Linked DNA regions of Sus scrofa: all the other regions are linked to region 3. A link is a contact called in public HiChIP or PLAC-seq data. All regions are on one chromosome and are shown on one strand. Each heading gives the region's core, a stretch centred on a gene start, on an enhancer-like site or on the middle of the called end of the contact. The rest is flanking DNA. Distances are from core to core; before and after follow the strand shown. Region 1 overlaps HMG20A (high mobility group protein 20A). Region 2 holds the start of HMG20A (high mobility group protein 20A). Region 3 overlaps PEAK1 (pseudopodium enriched atypical kinase 1). Region 4 has its middle 120 kb from the start of HMG20A. Region 5 has its middle 75 kb from the start of HMG20A. Region 6 overlaps HMG20A (high mobility group protein 20A).

Evidence for each region. HiChIP or PLAC-seq counts read pairs in DNA pulled down with a chosen protein or histone mark.
Region 1: a contact with region 3 is called in an H3K27ac HiChIP or PLAC-seq map of alveolar macrophages. The contact joins two enhancer-like sites. A contact is called at or near these places in 1 of 47 Hi-C or Micro-C datasets (embryonic fibroblasts) and 1 of 2 datasets of contacts at active chromatin or transcription factors (alveolar macrophages).
Region 2: an H3K27ac HiChIP or PLAC-seq map of alveolar macrophages shows a contact between it and region 3. The contact joins the promoter of HMG20A here to the enhancer-like site in region 3. A contact is called at or near these places in 1 of 5 promoter capture datasets (liver), 5 of 47 Hi-C or Micro-C datasets (brain, embryonic fibroblasts, fetal heart ventricle and 2 more) and 2 of 2 datasets of contacts at active chromatin or transcription factors (alveolar macrophages and skeletal muscle).
Region 4: a contact with region 3 is called in an H3K27ac HiChIP or PLAC-seq map of alveolar macrophages. The contact joins two enhancer-like sites. A contact is called at or near these places in 7 of 47 Hi-C or Micro-C datasets (embryonic fibroblasts, fetal heart ventricle, fetal skeletal muscle and 3 more) and 2 of 2 datasets of contacts at active chromatin or transcription factors (alveolar macrophages and skeletal muscle).
Region 5: a contact with region 3 is called in an H3K27ac HiChIP or PLAC-seq map of alveolar macrophages. The contact joins two enhancer-like sites. A contact is called at or near these places in 16 of 47 Hi-C or Micro-C datasets (alveolar macrophages, embryonic fibroblasts, epiblast stem cells and 9 more) and 2 of 2 datasets of contacts at active chromatin or transcription factors (alveolar macrophages and skeletal muscle).
Region 6: a contact with region 3 is called in an H3K27ac HiChIP or PLAC-seq map of alveolar macrophages. The contact joins two enhancer-like sites. A contact is called at or near these places in 1 of 47 Hi-C or Micro-C datasets (embryonic fibroblasts) and 1 of 2 datasets of contacts at active chromatin or transcription factors (alveolar macrophages).

Annotation. Positions count from the first base shown.
Region 1 is chr7:57,531,936-57,534,635 of Sscrofa11.1, reverse strand. The region is part of intron 2 of HMG20A (high mobility group protein 20A); the gene reads right to left. Among named protein-coding and RNA genes, the nearest start is that of HMG20A, 29 kb to the right of the region's middle. Within about 2 kb of position 1,280, at least 3 of the 83 cell types and tissues checked have an H3K27ac peak or open chromatin away from gene starts, as enhancers often do. A contact at or near this core is called in alveolar macrophages, where this site is marked.
Region 2 is chr7:57,502,536-57,505,372 of Sscrofa11.1, reverse strand. HMG20A (high mobility group protein 20A) reads right to left here and starts at 1,325. Exons shown (of 11, transcript XM_021099019.1): 1 at 803-1,325; 2 at 248-391. It also overlaps a transcript of PEAK1 not described here.
Region 3 is chr7:57,238,704-57,241,486 of Sscrofa11.1, reverse strand. The region is part of intron 5 of PEAK1 (pseudopodium enriched atypical kinase 1); the gene reads left to right. Among named protein-coding and RNA genes, the nearest start is that of TSPAN3, 53 kb to the right of the region's middle. Within about 2 kb of position 1,521, at least 7 of the 83 cell types and tissues checked have an H3K27ac peak or open chromatin away from gene starts, as enhancers often do. A contact at or near this core is called in alveolar macrophages, retroperitoneal adipose tissue and skeletal muscle, where this site is marked.
Region 4 is chr7:57,623,573-57,626,272 of Sscrofa11.1, reverse strand. No RefSeq gene overlaps it. Among named protein-coding and RNA genes, the nearest start is that of HMG20A, 120 kb to the right of the region's middle. Within about 2 kb of position 1,447, at least 25 of the 83 cell types and tissues checked have an H3K27ac peak or open chromatin away from gene starts, as enhancers often do. A contact at or near this core is called in alveolar macrophages, where this site is marked.
Region 5 is chr7:57,577,757-57,580,641 of Sscrofa11.1, reverse strand. No RefSeq gene overlaps it. Among named protein-coding and RNA genes, the nearest start is that of HMG20A, 75 kb to the right of the region's middle. Within about 2 kb of position 1,356, at least 64 of the 83 cell types and tissues checked have an H3K27ac peak or open chromatin away from gene starts, as enhancers often do. A contact at or near this core is called in alveolar macrophages, retroperitoneal adipose tissue and skeletal muscle, where this site is marked.
Region 6 is chr7:57,554,193-57,556,892 of Sscrofa11.1, reverse strand. HMG20A (high mobility group protein 20A) reads right to left here. Exons shown (of 11, transcript XM_021099019.1): 6 at 2,300-2,432; 7 at 802-833. Among named protein-coding and RNA genes, the nearest start is that of HMG20A, 51 kb to the right of the region's middle. Within about 2 kb of position 1,397, at least 2 of the 83 cell types and tissues checked have an H3K27ac peak or open chromatin away from gene starts, as enhancers often do. A contact at or near this core is called in alveolar macrophages, where this site is marked.

The DNA of each region.
Region 1 (2,700 bases), core at 31-2,530, 290 kb before region 3:
ATAGTAAAAAGTTAGGCGTGTATGAGGCAGAGGTGGAGGGTTGAGACAGGAGGTAGGTGGGAGAAGGGAAGGCCAAGACAGTTAATATTCCACCTAGGAGGCCATATGATATTTGAAAAGGTATTTTCAATAATATTCAATGTTATAATCTTATTTTATATTTAGAAAACAGAAGTAATTAATTGTACAAAATACAGAGAGTTAATGTTCTTGTTTGGTAAAGATACATGTGTATATTTTTTCACTCACTTCTTGGTGATTCTCACGAAGGCTATATCAGAATAGAGGAATTTTGGAGTTCCCTTTGTGGCTCAGAGGTTTACGAACCCGACTAGGATCCATGAGCATGCAGGTTTGATCCCTGGCCTCGCTCAGTGGGTTAAGGATCCAGCATTGCCATGAGCTGTGGTGTAGGTCACAGATGAGGCTTGGATCCTGCGTTGCTATGGCTCTGGTGTAGGCAGCTCCAATTCAGCCCCTAGCCTGGGAACCTCCATATGCCTCAAGTCAGGCCCTAAAAAGCAAAAAAACAAAAAAAAAGAATAGAGGATTTTTGTGTTTACCAAGAGGGAAATGAGGCATTCCTCTTGTGGCTCAGCAAGTTAGGAACCCAACACAGTATCTGTGAGGATATGGGTTCGATCCCTGGCCTCGCTCAGTGAGTTAAGGATCCAGCGTTACTACAAGCTGTGGCTCAGATCCTGCATTGCTGTAGCTGTGGTGTAGGCTTTAAAAAAAAAAAAAAAAATAGGGAAATGAGTTTTAAAAAAGCTGAAAAAGCAATGCTTTTCACAGTTTATTATATGTTCACTGTGTTAGGCATCAAAGACATAGAAGTAAATAAGATTAACAAGAAATTTTGTCCTTTTACAGTTCATAATCTAGTGGGGCGAAGAAGGGCAAAACAGTGGGAAAAAATGCAAGGGCTGTAGTAGCTCATGTGTGTAAAGCTATTTATTTAATATAAGAAAAACAGGGAAGAAACACAGATGAATAGATGGGGCGACCAACTAAGGTAACTGCTTAGTAGTGTGATAAGTTCACAGAGCATCTGAAGGAAACAGAAAATACCGACTGAGGAAAACCTGAGAGGGAACACTTAGCTCAGGGTACTTACATGTTTGGAATCTAGATTCATATCAAGGAGGCAGACAGGATTCCTTTCTACCTCCAAAACAAAATGATTCAAGTCTGGAGTCTGAGGAAGTCTATATATGAGAAAGAGGACCCAAACAAAAACTTACTAGTTAACAGTTCTAGGGCAAGGGTCCTTACATAGTTCCTCTATTTTCCTACGTTTGACACTGCTTTCTTCAGCTCAAACTTGCAGCTGTGAAGCAACACTGCAAAGAAGAGATGGAAAGAATGTTCCTTTCTGTTACAGTCAATAATTCCCAAATCTTTTACCCTTTCAAAGCTGATGAATACTAAAAAGTAAATGATGATGTTTTAAGGAAAGTCAGAGATCACTTATAAAAGCTATAGTGTAATAAAAGGAAATAGATCCCATCAAAGTGTTCTTCATTTTAATCAACTTCATTTTAATCAATCAATTAATTTGATACAAATTAAGTTCTCTTTCTACAAAGAATTCCTAAAAGAAAAACAGAACTCTAGGTAGTGGGGACGTTTTCTTCGGCCAAAAGTTGAAGACAATAACAACAAACCAAACCAAAAAAACCCTTTAGCTGCAGGGAGGCAAAACCATCAATAGTCTTTACCACTTTGAACAATAAAATGAAATTCACAGTTTTCCTCACAAAATAAATTGGCACAGTTGCAGTTTAACAGAACAGTTTAAATGGAAAGAAAATTTAAAACTTAGACTTTGCTATATTTTGCTTTTGAAATTCACAATTTTCCTTACAAAACAAATAGGTACAGTTTCAGTTTAACATCAAAGTTCAAATGAAAGAAACCCAGAATTGTTTTACTATATTTTGCTTTTGAAATTCACAATTTTCCCTACAAAACAAATAGGTACATTTGAGTTTAACAGAGCAGTTTAAATGAGAGAAACTCAAAATTATTCTGCTATATTTGCTTTCGAATCCAAAAGCTGATAATGCTTATGACTTCAGAAAGTTAAAAAAAATAGCCACACAGTTCAAACTTGACACATTTAAAACTCTAGAAGACCAGTTTCCCAGGAACATTTTTCCTTTACATACCCTTCCCAATATGATAAGGCTTCACCCTTCCTGTACACAGAGCCTCTAGGCTGTCACCCAGATCAAGTGCTTAGATGTTATCTTAGCAGTTTACAAGCTACTGATTTTGTTTCCAGGTGAAACAAAAACAAGTTTAAAGCTATATCAGCAGTAACTAACTGAGGAGTGACTAGACTAATTAAATCACCTCAAGATGATTGGTGTTGAGTGTATTTACTAAAATCTACAAAATTTGTATTTCCAGAGTTGCCTATTGCTGTTCAAAAGCCTACTTAATCCAGTAAGTCACAGTGACATCCCAGGGAATAGGAATTTGCTGAAGGATTTGTTTTGCTCTTCTTTCTACATTAAATGCACTCACTTGGCTGTGGTTAGCAAGTACTTCTGCAGAGAACAGAAACCCACTATAGTACCAAGTAGAGGCACTATGTGACTGCTTTCCATACCTTCATATGTTAAATGGTGCTAATAATACCTTCTCTATTTAACTCAAAAAGATATTGTGAGGATCAAATAACTATTTCTTTAT
Region 2 (2,837 bases), core at 76-2,575, 260 kb before region 3:
CTGAGGAAGTTGTTTTAAGGCAAAGGGCAGAACCTGTTGCCTAAAATTAACAAGACTAAGGATTTAAGATAATCACAATCAGTTAAAGTAACACCAAGTAATTGAGTACTTCAGTATGATATTTTCACTGTGGTCAGGTGAAAATGCTTCATAATTTAGGTAAAATATTGAGTCTTGTAATAAACTACCTCCTTATGAGAAACTACAGAGTTCCTGTGGTATGTCATGGCAGAGAACATCGCTATACCTTATTCAGCCAAGGTTAGACTTCAGTAGGGAAGCAGGGATGGGCAATTCATGAGTCACGCAAGAAAGTATGTCATCTTGTAGAGATGAGTAGAGAATTTTAACAAGGGGTTTCGAATTCTTTGAAGAACGCACTAAGGAAATTCTGTTGGAGAGAAAATTTTCCATCTTACACGTGGAACCAAAACTCAAATTCTGACTGGAGCCTGGTGATTAGCACAACTAGGTGGAATAACCTAACTTTTCGCATAAGACACAATCCCAAAGCTTTAAGATACTGTCTATGCATATGGCACCAGGCATCACCTTTTCAAGCCCTCGCCGGCATAAAAAGTGGGCTGGACACCCAAACCATCACCCTACCCCCACAGGAAGTGAGTTACGGTCCCCCCTCCCCCAGGATGGCCTTCTTCCCCTCCCCCAACCGGAAGTGAGGCGCCCCCAGTTAGTCGGCCTCAAACAGACAAACCAATAATAACAGCAAAAGAGGGATGATCTTCAAGGGGTGAAGGGCAGCTCCACTGTGGCCACCCCCAAGGTTGCCTTGCTTACTGACCTGCTGAAGATAGGGACAGGCGGGGGCCTGGGGCCTAAAGAAAGTCCCTGGCACAGAGGACAATTCCCTGAGCCCCTCTCAATCGCCTTCACGCTTCTCACTCCGTCGTCTCACAGCTTGACAAAAATTCCTCCGCACTGCTTTATTTTGATGTCCTTTCCTTCCCTTTAGCTAATCGCTTAACCACCTTCCCATAGGTAACTTCCCTTATTGCAGCATTTAAGACTGTTCCAGTGAGGAGAGAAATCAAATATTATTCCCTATACCTTCAGAAAAATGAAGGGATTATTTTGTTCAAAGGCGGCGAAAGACTACGTGATTACGCAAGGTGAGACTTATTTTCGCGGAGGTTTCTGGGAGATGTAGTTTTTTAAAATTGCTAAGGCCTGCAGAAAGAATCAGGACTTAAAATTGCTAATTACTGTAGGCTGGAGTCCTTGAAGATACCTATTCTGTATTCGACAGCAGGCCGACCGAGGGGACTCTGGCATGAAAAGGGACAATACTTCACTCCCCTTTCCCTCTGGACCATAATAGACCTGAAATGTCCCTTCCCAGGATCGTAATAGACCTGAAATTTCCCTTCCCAGTCCTTATCGTCCGGCCCTCTTCCTTTGGCCACGCCCTCTTCAGCCAATCAGACCTCTCTCTAGAGCTCTTCCTCTGGAGGTAGGAACGCGAGAGGAGGGGCTTCATGGTGACTCCTCCCTCGGGGCTAAAGCGAGACAGGGAGAGGGCCTTGGGCCCGTGCGCGCGCGCGTGCTCGTTCAAGTAGCTCGGCGGCGAGTGCGCGCGCGGAGGGGAGGCGAGCTGGCTGGGAGGAGGCGGGCAGGCTGGTGGGCCGGGCGGGCGGCGAGCTGCGGGCAGCCGGGAGCGCGCGGTGGACTCGGCGGCGGCGAGTAGTTAGTTGTTGTTAGTCAGTGTCAGTTGCTCGGCGGCGACGGCTGCGGTCACCAGGAAGGATACGGGACGGCGAACGATGGTGGTCACCGCGGCGGCTTGTGCGCCCCTCAGGTAACAGAGATAGAGTTGTCCGCGTCCTCTCGCTTCCCTTCTCTCGCGCCGGCTTGTGGGACCAGGGTCGTTGCGGGGTGAGGGCGATGACCTGGGAGAATACGGGCGGGGCGGCGCGGGGTCCCGGTGGCGCCTCTGCGGGGGTTCTGGCGGTCAGAGCGTCCGGCCGGGCACAGGCTCTCTGGCCGCGGCCACCCCCGCGCCCCGCCGACCTCGGGGCCCGCGGCGCCGCGCGCCCCCTCGCGCCCCGGCCGCCTCCGCCCCCTCTTTCGGTGGCGGCGGAGGCGGCAGCCCCAGTAGCTCGGCGCCCCCCAGAGGAGGGAAAGTTGGGACCTGGCGGCGAGAGACGCCCCCGGGCGCGGCTGGAAGGCTGCTGGGGAAAGTGGAGCCTAGAGTAGTGAACGCTGTGAGGCTGGGGCAGGAAGGACTCCCCTTGCTCTTGCTAAGTGTGCCGGACAGCCACCTCCAAACCCGGGAGGATCTGGAGCAGCCTGGCCAGCAGCGCCAGGACGAAACCCGTTGGCTCTTTGCTCACTTCGCTCTGAGGTTTGTAAGACTCCTAAGATGCGGGTTATTTGGGGATTTCGAATTGTTTGTTGGATCAGTTTTGTTTCTCCCTTACCCTTTGACTCATCCGTTCTTACAACTTTTCTTACCTTCCGTGATGGGAAGCTGCTGTCTGAGCCCCCTTCTGTACCTCCTCCCGGTCGCCTGCACCATTCGCCTGAGAGCTTGATTTGGTCTTTTTCGTCCTTTGACTACGTTAAAAAAACTACTGAGAGCTACGGGAAAGAGGAGCCCTTCTACCTTTAAATGTTACTTTCTTGCAATCCGTTGTGTTTTTTAAGACAACCGTTTAGGAATTTGAGAGCTGTGGATTGGAGTTATTGGAAGACTGGCATTGAGGGGATAGGATAGTGACAAGTTAAAGGAAAACTATGATTTCATCTTTATTGTCCTTGTTATAGAGAACCTAATACAATTTTTCTTCTGCCTCTGTTAAATATGGTAAGATTATACG
Region 3 (2,783 bases), core at 272-2,771:
TGATAGTACAACCTTAAAGGAATAAATTACTAGGACACTGTGAACCCTACCTTTGCAGAGATAAGCAAAAAAAGACCAGCAGTTGGCTCACATAACTTTTCACTGTTTGTCTTCTTAACATATCCCTTTCCATACTAAGGGAATTTAGAGTAGGCTAACAGGTATGACTGTCTCTTGAAGAAGCTAAAAGGTCTGTTAAAATGTTGCAAAAGGAAGTCACTGCTAGAATTTAATAATTTGAAAGCCAAGGGATTCTACCCCTTAAATGCCAAATACCCTGCGGTGATAAAGAGTACTATGATCTTTACCTTGAGTGTTGTCTGAGTTTGCTCAGGCCACCCTAACAAAATACTGTAGACTGGATGGCTTAAACAAAATAAATTTTCTCATAGTTCTGAATGCTGGAAAGTTCAAAATCAAGGTTCTAGCTGATTTAGTTTCTAGTGGGGGGCTCTCTTTCTGCCTTGCAGATGGCTGCCTTCTTCTTGTGTCTTCACATGGCTGAGGTGGGTAGGGACTTTCTAGTGTCTCTTCCTATAAGGACACTAATCCATGTCAGGGCCTCATTTAGCCTTAATTACCTCTTTGTAGGCCCTATCTCCAAATACAGTTAAATCACCTTGGGGGTTAGCATGTCAACATATGAATTTGGGAGGAGCGGGGTAAACAATTTAATCCAAAATGTTCTGTCCCTGCCCCCCACATTGAATTCATATCCTTATCACATACAAAATATGTTCAGTTCATCCCAGTAGTCCCAGAGTTCTTAACTCATTCTAGCATCAACTCTAAAGTCCAAAGTCTCACGTGACTATCATCTAAATCAGATATGGGTGAAACTCAAGGTCTGATAAATCCTAAAGCAAATTTCTTCTCCAAATGTGAACCTAGGGAAATAGTCAAGTTATGTGCTTCCAAAATACAGTGGTGGACAAGCATAGGATGGACAACCCCATTTAAAAAGGGAGAAATCGAAAAGGAAGAAAGGGATGATGGGTCTCAAGCAAGTTCAAAACCTTGCAAGGCCAATTCCAAAACCTTACAAGGCCAATTCCATTAAATACTGAGGCTCAGGAATAATCCTCTTTGATTCAGTATTTTGTCCTCCAGGCCCACTGGAGTGGCAGCATCAACCATGTGGCTCTGCTGGGCCCCTTGATCTTTGGCTTTTCGTAAGGGCCCACCCACATGGCTCACTGCCAGGGCAGGGTCACGCTTGGCCTTCCCAATCTGGAGAAGCATCCCTACCCTTCTAAACAGAAAAGGAAACTGCCTTGCCCTGGGCCTGTGGTGGGAGTAGCAGCCCTTGAATATCTAGAATGTCTTCAGGGTCATGCTTCCCTTTCCTTAAAGAATAGTTCTCTTTCACAGATAAATAGCTCTATGGTCCAGTCCTCAAGCATCCAAGAAGTCCAACAGCCTTCCTTCATTCCACCCAGCTTTCTCTGTCCCTTTAGTTCAAACTGACAGTGCCTTTGCTGGTATAATCCCACCTCTATTTCTGGCTTCTGCTGAGATGGCTGATTAAGTCCATGAGTCACACTCTGATGTCTTTATCAAGTGGTTATTCAGCCACACCCTTAGTATTCTCTTTAGAACAAGCTTTCTCGTTTTTTACAATATGGATAGGCTGAGAGTTTTCAAATCTTCAAGCTCTGATTCCTTTTTGTCCAACAATTCCTTCAACTCTTCTCTCTCCCTTTGCCCTTTACTATAAGCAGTTAGGAAGAAACAAGCCATTCCTTTAACATTTTGTTTAGAAATCTCTCAGCTAAATATTTAGTTTCATAGCTTACAAGTTCTGCCTTTCACAAAATGCAAGAGCACCATTTAGCCAAGTTCTTTGCCATTTTATAAGAAAGTTCATCTTTTTTCTAGTTTCTGATGTGTTCCTCATTTCTATCTGAGACTTCACTAGAATCACCCTTAGTGTTCATATTTCTAGCAACAGTCTATTCAGGGGTATCTAGGCTTTTTCTCTCAGGTGTCTTAAAACTCTTCCATCTTCTACCCAATTCCAAAGCAGCTTCTTCTGTATTTTTGGTTATTTGTTAAAGCAATACCCCACTTCTCAGTAACAAAATCTTCATCTTAGTCTGCTTGAGCTGCCATAACAAAATACGATAAACTGGATGACTAATGAATAATAGGGTTTATTTTCTCCCATTTCTGTAGACTGCAAAGGGAGAAGATTCTCTTCCTGGTGTGAGACATGCCAGGGGTGGGGAGGGTGGGGGAGAGAGTATGCACATTGGGGGGGGTCAGGGCTTTAACTTATGAATCTTGGGAAGACAAGTTCAGTCCATAGCTTTATTTGGTTTTTCATTCAATGTGAATAGCTTTATTTTTGTTGGTCTTAAACTAAAAGACATCACAACATAAAATAAGAAAAGGTATATTTGGGAGTTCCCTGGTGGCCTGGCAGGTTAAGGCTCCAGCATTTTCACAGCTGTGGTACAGGTTACTGCTGTGGTGTGGATTCAGTCCCTGGCCCAGGAATTTCCACGTGCCATGGGTATAGCCAGAAGAAGGAAAAAAAAAAAAAAGAAAGAAAGAAAACAGAAAAGTAGCTTTGGAGTCAGCTTAATGGGTCCAAATTCTGAATCTGTTGTTGTATATTCCCAAGCAAGTCACATAACCTCTCCCTTTTCACATGAATGGATACTCGCTGCTGTACCTACCTCCCTCATTAGAGGTTTATATGCATATGTGTTTATGTAGTGAAACTGCTTTTATAAACTGTGAAGTACATGTAAGAGAATGCATTGTTGTTATTAATAATG
Region 4 (2,700 bases), core at 198-2,697, 380 kb before region 3:
GTCAGGACTCGGTGTATGAGCAGGACTCGTCTGGGACTGGGGTCAGGTTCAGTCAGGAGTCTCTCATTCTCAAATCTACATCCCTTCCTTGCTGATCAGGTCGGGCACATGACCTGGCCCCTAGATTTCCCTGGGCAGATCAGCTATGAACGCTGGGCTCCTACTGTCCCCATGGCTTGAATGCAGTGCTGCTTTTGTCCCACAGCCCCCTGGCTGTCTTGCCTGTAGCAACATATCATAATCAACCAGGGTAGGGCTCCTGGTCCCCTGCCCCTGCTCCTCCTGTGTTTCCGACCTTCATTCCTGCTGGCAGCCTTTGTTCCATGTGGTCCTAGGAGAGCTGAAAACGGGGGCTCTTTAGGGATCTAGAGAAGATGTATTTATTTAGCCAGGGAGCCATCAAGGTCTAGAGCTGGGAATTCGTGAGAGTTTCTGGTCCCAGACGTGCCCCCACCTCACTAAGTGATGCCAGGCCCTTCCTTCTCATGTCTGAACCCCCAAGCCCCCAAGTGTGACCAGAAGAGGCTAAACTAGCTGACTCCAATGACCTTGCTGCCACATCTTCCTGAGAGGCGACAGGCAGGAGATGGTTAGTGCTGCTCTGGGTGGGAGGGTGCTGGGAGCCAGGGCAGGACAGGGGCTGGCGGGCATCAGGCATCACTGTCCGGTGTTCCAGCCCTTCTGTCTGTGAGGACACGGCTGTGAAATGTAAGTAAAACCCAAGGCTAATTTCCTCGGTCAGAAGGAGGAGGCACTGCAGCATTTTCAAACCCTAATTAAACCCGCTCGGGCGGTGTAACACCAAAATCAGTTCCAAGATCAATATTGCTATTCATTTAGAAGTGTAACGAGGTTAGAGAGGTGAGCAAAGGAAATAATTAACTCATTTGCAGCCTTTTTAAACAGAAACAGTCATTTTAATCTCCAGGGTAATTAGCTATGCTCTGTCCATCAATCATGACTGAGGCCATTATTTTAAGTATTTGATTAATCAAGAGGGAGGGGGTTAAGGCACCCCTCCCAGCGGTTACAGGCCACCCCCAGCCCCAGTTGGGGATGACCCCTGGGTCGGCAGGACGAACCCTTTTCAGAGAGACTGGCAGGGTGGAGCCAACCACACTTGGGGTCCCCCCCACTGCGCCCCGGGTGAGGCAGTTTGGGCAGGTGAGGTAGCGGCTCCCTCTTCTGTCAGTCTGATGCAAGAGGAACAGACCCGCCCTGGGCTTGGAAGTGCTGGGAGCCAGGAGGTCCAGGTTCTGGTCCAGAAACTGCCCCCGACTTGCTGCTTGACCTCCAACAACAACAGGTCCCTTCCACCTCTGGGCCTTGGCGTCTCCCTCTGTCTTAGGTTGAGTCAGATGCCAGATGAATTAGCCAGAAGCTCACCGGTTCTAAGTGCCCAGGGGCCTCCAGCCACTGGAGGGCAGCAGAGCCCCAGGGACCCCTGAGCCCAAGGCCTGGGCTGTCCGGAAGGGGGCGGCGGCCAAGCCAGAGCTGTTCCCTGTGTCAGCCTGGGTTATGGCTGATGCTGTCAGAGATGTTTGGTCTGCCAGCCTCAGGATTCACGGGGCCTGAAGAGGCAGGTGTCAGCAGTTATTCTTCCCATTTAGCAGATGAGGCACTGAGGCCTCGGAGAAGGACTGAGCGAGGGCCGGACAGTGAGTGAGTCACACCCAGGTCCTGAAACTCAGAGGGGATGGGGTGGAGGGTGAGGCGGGCAAAGCTGACGCAGGCTGTCCTCTTTGGCTATCTAACAGCCCAGGCTTAGTCGCCCTCAGCAGCCAGAGGATCCTCAAAGACCCTGGGCCTGTCCCTCTCACATCGGAGAAGAGGGAAACTGAGGCCCAATGAGAAAGACAAAGCGGGAACAGGTAGTGGGCACTCAGTGGGAGAAGGAGCTGTAAGGCAGCAAGCAGAGGGCTGGGTACCCCAGCAGAGGCAGAGTGGAGGGGCTGTCAGGGCAGGCTTCCTGAGGGAGGTGACCTCTGAGCAGAGTCAAAGGGCAGAGAAGAGCCTTTCCAGGCAGGGAGAGAAGAGTAAGAACAGGCCAAGTACATGGTGAGTTTGGTATGGCTGGAGCATGGGTTACGCGGGCAGCAGCGGGATGCGACCCCAGGGAGGTGATGAGGGGCCTGGGCCTCAGGTTGGCCATGGATGTTGATCTGAGGAGGCTGGCGGGGAGGCTGGGTGTTTAGGGCCATGGTGGGGGGTGGGGGGTTGGGTGCATACCGCCCGGCTCCATGGGGCCCCTGGGGTGTCCCCTCTGAAGCAGCTGTGCTGAGCCTGGGGCTTGCCCTGTGGGTGGATGACCTGCCTGGGAAACCCCACCTTAGTGCCATCTGCCCTCTCTGGGGTCCTGCTGAGAAAGGCGGAGTTTCTGGGAGGGCAGGGGCCAGGGAGTGGCTGAGTCACTAAAGGGTTCTGGCAAGTCAGGGGTTGGGGGAAAGGAAATGAGGATAAAAAGGAGAGTGGGGGAAAACATGGGTGAGCCCTCCCTGACTTCCTTCTCAAGCCCGTCCAAGTGAGGGCTCACTGCCCTGCACCATACCAGCACAGGAAATGCCTCTTCTTGGATGCCTCCAACTCTGGGAAGCTCACTACCTCAAACAGCACTGAGAAGGAGAAATTCCCTTTAACTGTTAAGTCTACTCTCTTCTCTATAGTCATCGGCTTTGTGCCTGGGGTGCACTGAGAGCCCGG
Region 5 (2,885 bases), core at 107-2,606, 340 kb before region 3:
GGTATATAGGGTGGATTAAAATCCCCAGGTTACGGATGAGAAAACTGAGTCTCCAAGAGAGGAAGAGACCCATGCTAACCAGTGGCTGCAGTGGCTGTGAACCCAGGTTTCTTGGCTCCATCCAGACCTCATTTAGCCACCTGGGCTGAAGGAAACCTGGGAGTCAAGGCCAAAGGTGCCTGGGGACTGAGGTCCATGAGGGTGGGGATGGGGAGAGAGGCACACCACTTCAAGTTCAAGTTGCTAGTTTTGCAGAGTGTAAAATTACTGCACAAGTCCCAGAGAATAAACAGAGTTAACACCCCATTAAATACAATGGACTTTCAACGTGAGCTTGAGACGTGCCCAGATTGAAACTAGCTGAGCAGGAGCTGGCCCGTGAGTAAAATGTATCACACGCACTGCCTTAACGTTTCCAAAAAAGAAAAATCTAGCTCGGGGAGAAGAAAGCGCCGGCAGCAGCTCTGCAGGCTCAGGGCTGAGGATCCGGTAATGAAGTCTTTCTGGAAGGTAAGAAAGGGCTGTGTGCTGTATGCTATTTTTAAACATGCTGGAGCAGCACATGTATTCCTGCCCCTCCGCACTTTCTCCAGCAGAGGAGGGGCCCCGGGGAATGCAGCCAGGAATTTAGATGCTATTTATTGTATTTCCTTTTATCAGTCAAATGATTTTCCTATTTCCCACATAGATAAAGATCTTCCGCTTACAGCTCCAGCTTGTTGACCTTGTCAGGACTGCTGTGCAGTCTGGAAATTGGTCCCAGAGAGAGAAGGGCATTGTTGTGAGGGGTTTGTTTGGCGGGTTGGGTTTTTCTTCTCCCAATAGGGAGGAGATCCATTTACAAAAAAAAAAAAAAAAAAAAAACCTTCCAAAAAACAAAAACTGATTGTTTCGTGTCTTTTTCCAAAACTGCAAGGTTGTCCAAGGAATTTGGTTCCCCAACCTCCCTCTGACCTCCACCTGAATATCTCCACCCTATCTTTCACCATCTCTCTCTCTCTCTCTCTCTCTCTCACACACACACACACACACACACACACTTCAGCAGCAAGCCTGACCCTGGGCCTGCTGCTGAGCCGCAGTCTTGGCAGGCGGTGGGTGGTGGGGTGGAGGGGGCGGCAGCTGGGTCTCAGCTTGTAAGCTGAGCCAGGCTCTCCGCGGTGCCAGGACTAGAGGCCCCTTGGAGATGCCAGCAGGCCTGAGTGGGAGCAGTTACAACTTCCCCTCGCTGGAAGCTTTGGAGCCAGCAAGGCCTCTAGGAGCCGCATTTCCAGGCGAGGGAGTGGCCTCAGGGCTGCTATCCAGCGGGAGGTCTCCTCTTGGGCAAGCTGCCCTCTTTGTTTGCCTCGCCTGGGCCTGCTGGCCAGGTTCAAGGGTCGGAGCCAGCCCACTTCTCCTCGCCTTCTCAGAACGCCACCAGCGGATGATGCCGGAGGCCGGGGTTTCATTATAAATCCTCTCCATTTCTGGCTCGTTCTCAACCACAAAACATAAAGAGAGCCAGCGAGCCTCAGCTAGAATTCAGCCCCTCGCAGACTCAATGTTTGCAGAACGAGGAGCTGCAGGCCCCTCCGCCCCGGCGTGGGTCCGCTGCGGATTTTGACAGCCGCCAGTTTTTTCTGAAGCCCCAGGTTCTTCCCCAGCGTCGTGGCGCTTCCGGGCCAGGACGGCAGAGGGCAGTGGCTCTCCTGACAGCACCTCTGTCAACGCGGCGCTCACACATCTGGAAATGGGCTCTCCCACTCTCTTACGAAATGCTGGACGAGGATCGGTCTGTGTGAAATGTACTGGCACCGAGGGAGCAGCATCCGCATCAAGAATTCCACTTTCTCATTAATGCTATGTCCCCCTCAAGAGCGCTTGTGGAATGTGGGGAATTCGCCTTGCCAAGGCAGCCAGCAAATCTCAGTCTTTTGGGGCTTGGTCAGGCCTGGGTGGAATGCTTGGAAGGACCACCTCTGGTCCAAAGCCTTTGCCCTTCCCTCCCACGTGGAAGGTGAAAAACAAAACAGAGGAGCGGACCCCCCAGATCTTCCCCCAGGGGAAGAAAGCAAAAAATGAAAGCCTTGCCCTTCCGTGCCTCCTGAAGACAGCGCATGCTCATAGTTCCAGGTTCTTGAGAAACAAGACCTAATTCTAAGAAAGCATCTTCCTAAATTACAAGCGATTAGAAATGCCAGTGTGACTCGCAGTGTGCAGCTGGGAAGGGAGAAACTGGATGGCGGAGGGCAGAGCTGGCACTGGGGAAGCGCCTGCCTTCTACTCTGAGACTGCTCCCTAGACTTCCCAAAGCTGCATGCATTTAAATGTCCACATTTTTTCCACAGAAGCCAGCACTCTGGACTTCTCTTGGCCAAACAACACATCTGTCTAATATGATGTGGGAGAAATATGTTACATTCTTTTATGAACGGAATGTTAACACCACCTAGAATCAATATTTATATCCAAGAACACAATGATCTGGCTTGTTTTGTGCTGCCCTGTTGCAGAAAGGGACATTCGGGAAGAGCTGAGAGGTTCCCTCTCTTCTTGCCCAGAAAGGCCGACCTACCAAGGCAAATCATCTGGGGCTCAGGCATCGAAAGGGTTTCGGCCTTGGAGGCCCTGCTGGTTCCCTTCCTGCCCCTGCCGCCCTCTGTCTCTTGGGACTTCAAGAGGAAGTCAGAGAGCAGCAAGTGGGGCAGGAATGTGCAGTGAGATCCAGGACCTGAGGCAGCGTTCTGTCTAGCTGACAGTCCCTGAGGGTTGCGCTTTGGGGAGGAAGGTCAGGCTTACATCCTGGCACTTCCTCCTTCTCATCAAAGGAGGAGATGATACACCTTAACATAAATCCTTAGGCCAGAGACTTCTGGGAGCCTAAAAACAAAGAACAGTGGGTAAAA
Region 6 (2,700 bases), core at 148-2,647, 320 kb before region 3:
CCTCATGGGTGCTGGTCAGATTTCTTTCCACTGAGCCATAGCAGGAGCTCCAGTATTAAAGGCTTTTAAGTACATAAACTACATATGGGAATTATGAGAGTTTAAGGTATTTGGAAAGGGAAATTGGGACTTAATTACAGAAAACCCTGATTGCTACATTTGAATATGATTTAGTAAGCAATGAAGAGTCATTGAGCATTTTCAAGCATGAAATTACCACAAATTTAATTTCTTACAACCATATATTAACCGTAGCCTACACATAGGCCTAAATCCTATTGCTGAGGCTGAACCAAATGGAAGGGAAAAGGCCAGAGAAAAATATGTGCCAGCAGGAAAGGAGGCATAGGAACCAAGATAACTGTCACTTGTGCTCTGCACATGCTGTAGTCGAATAGTTCATTTAAATTAAATGCCAAATTCCCTAAGTAACAACTTTTTGGGAGTCGGAATAAAGTATCTGATGATGTTAATCTATAGTCAGCTTACAGCTTTTAGTTGGTCCTCATTTCTACACCTCACTCCAAGCTCTAGCCATCTTTAGCATCTAAAGCGAATAAAATTCTTGGGTCACAAGAGGGGCTGGAGTTAAGGGGTTTAGTTCAAGGACAGATTCATAACATAAGTGTCTGCCATTTGCTAAGCATCCTCGAGCTAAAGGCAACTAACCCAGTCCTAATTATGGGACAGAAAATATTCTGCTGTGATTAAAAAAATGGTCCAATAGCATTTCAAATAGCATCACTATTATATACATATATCATACACATACACACAACGTGTAGACAGAAAGTTAATTACCTCATGATCATGAGTAGCCTGTCGGGCTGCATCTAAAAATATGAAAGAATAAGAATATTAAGCTGAAAACCAAAACAAAACAGTAACAAAACCCAAGCAAATGACTGTGCCAAACTACAAAAACTGCTGGTATATGTGGGCTCTCAAAATATAATAGCTTTATTAATCAGTCAGTTAACAAAAGTTAAAGGGAATTCCATCTTACAGGTTAGCCAATTAGACATAAGAGAGGGAGTTCCCGTCGTGGCGCAGTGGTTAACGAATCCGACTAGGAACCATGAGGTTGCGGGTTCGGTCCCTGCCCTTGCTCAGTGAGTTAACAATCCGGCGTTGCAGTGAGTTGCAGTGTAGGTTGCAGATGAGGTTCGGATCCCGCGTTGCTGTGGCTCTGGAGTAGGCCGGTGGCTACAGCTCCGATTCGACCTCTAGCCTGGGAACCCTCCATATGCCATGGGAGCAGCCCAAGAAATAGCAAAAAGACAAAAAAAAAAAAAAAAAAAAAAAGACATGAGAAACAGCAGACATCATTCTTATCTTTGAGGAGAATAGAGTGGACAGGAAATACATGCCAAAGGCTGTTTGCACAACATTATAGTTTAGCAGGCAAGATGCCCAAAGGAGAAGACGCAATAGCTAAGTAATGTCAGGCTTAGCTTTGGCAGTATTTCCTCAAGTAGGGGAACTTTTAGCAATCCTTGTAAGAGTGTGATGAACAATTTTATTTTATTTTTTGTCTTTTTAGGGCCGCAGCTTCGACATATGGAGGTTCCCAGGCTAGGGGTTGAACTGGAGCCGTAGCTGCTAGCCTACATTACAGCCACAGCAATGTGGGATCCAAGCCACATCTGGGACCTACACCACAGCTCACAGCAATGACAGATCCTTAACCCACTGAGCAAGACCCAGGATCCTCATAGATGCTAGTCAGATTCGTTTCCGCTGAGCCATGACAGGAACTCTGTGATGAACAATTTTAATGGAAACTAAAAGATCCGTGAAGATGGGGGTTTTGACTGTTTTGTTTACCTTTGCATCCTTAATATTTAGGTTAGCTCCTGATATGTAACAGGAAGTGTTCAATACATATTTTGAATACAGGCACACATGAATGAGTGAATTAAAAGGATGGTCAGTGAAAGGCCATCAATGATCACATGAAAGGCTTAGAGGTGTTAAAGCAAGGCAATTATGTAGCATAGTAGGCAGATTTGTTTAGAGGCAGAGAAATGCCTAAACTGAATAAGAAAAAAAGCACAGGGCAACTACAAGGGGTCTTAGAGTACAAGCCAAATTGATACTGGATATGGAAATACCAACTGAAATTTCTAAATGAGAGCGATGTGATTTTAATAAAACTCCAAGATGTTTTTAAGTGAATGTAGTATAATAGAGAAATGAGAGAAATGTATCTTTTATATTTAGCACTCTAATAGTAGGCTTTGTGACACCCCATCATGCAAAAACAAACTACAGATACATTTGGTTCTGGTTCTGATACCTTGCCTATGAGATTTGCCTTTCTGACGGTCCTGTGTTTTCCTACTGAAGACCTTGTAGGCCTCAGTCTTCTGATACTGCTCCAGTTCCTTCATGTAACGCTCCTTATCTCTGTCTGCTTCATCAAGGTAGCGCTAGGAAAGAAATGTTCAAGAAATAGATCTTATTGAAGTAAAATACCAATGAACTCTGTGAAGAAAACAGAGGACAATTAGAACATGGAAAGAAAAGTACACGTGAGGAATAACTTTAAGGGAGAATTAAAAAAAAAAGTCGTGAATCAGAAAAAAACGCTCAATTATAAAAGTAATAGGTGATTCTGACTTTTAAGACTGTTTATGGCTTTTTCTAACTTATTGAAGACAAGTTCTACTGAGATCACTCTCATAAAAAATTCACAAG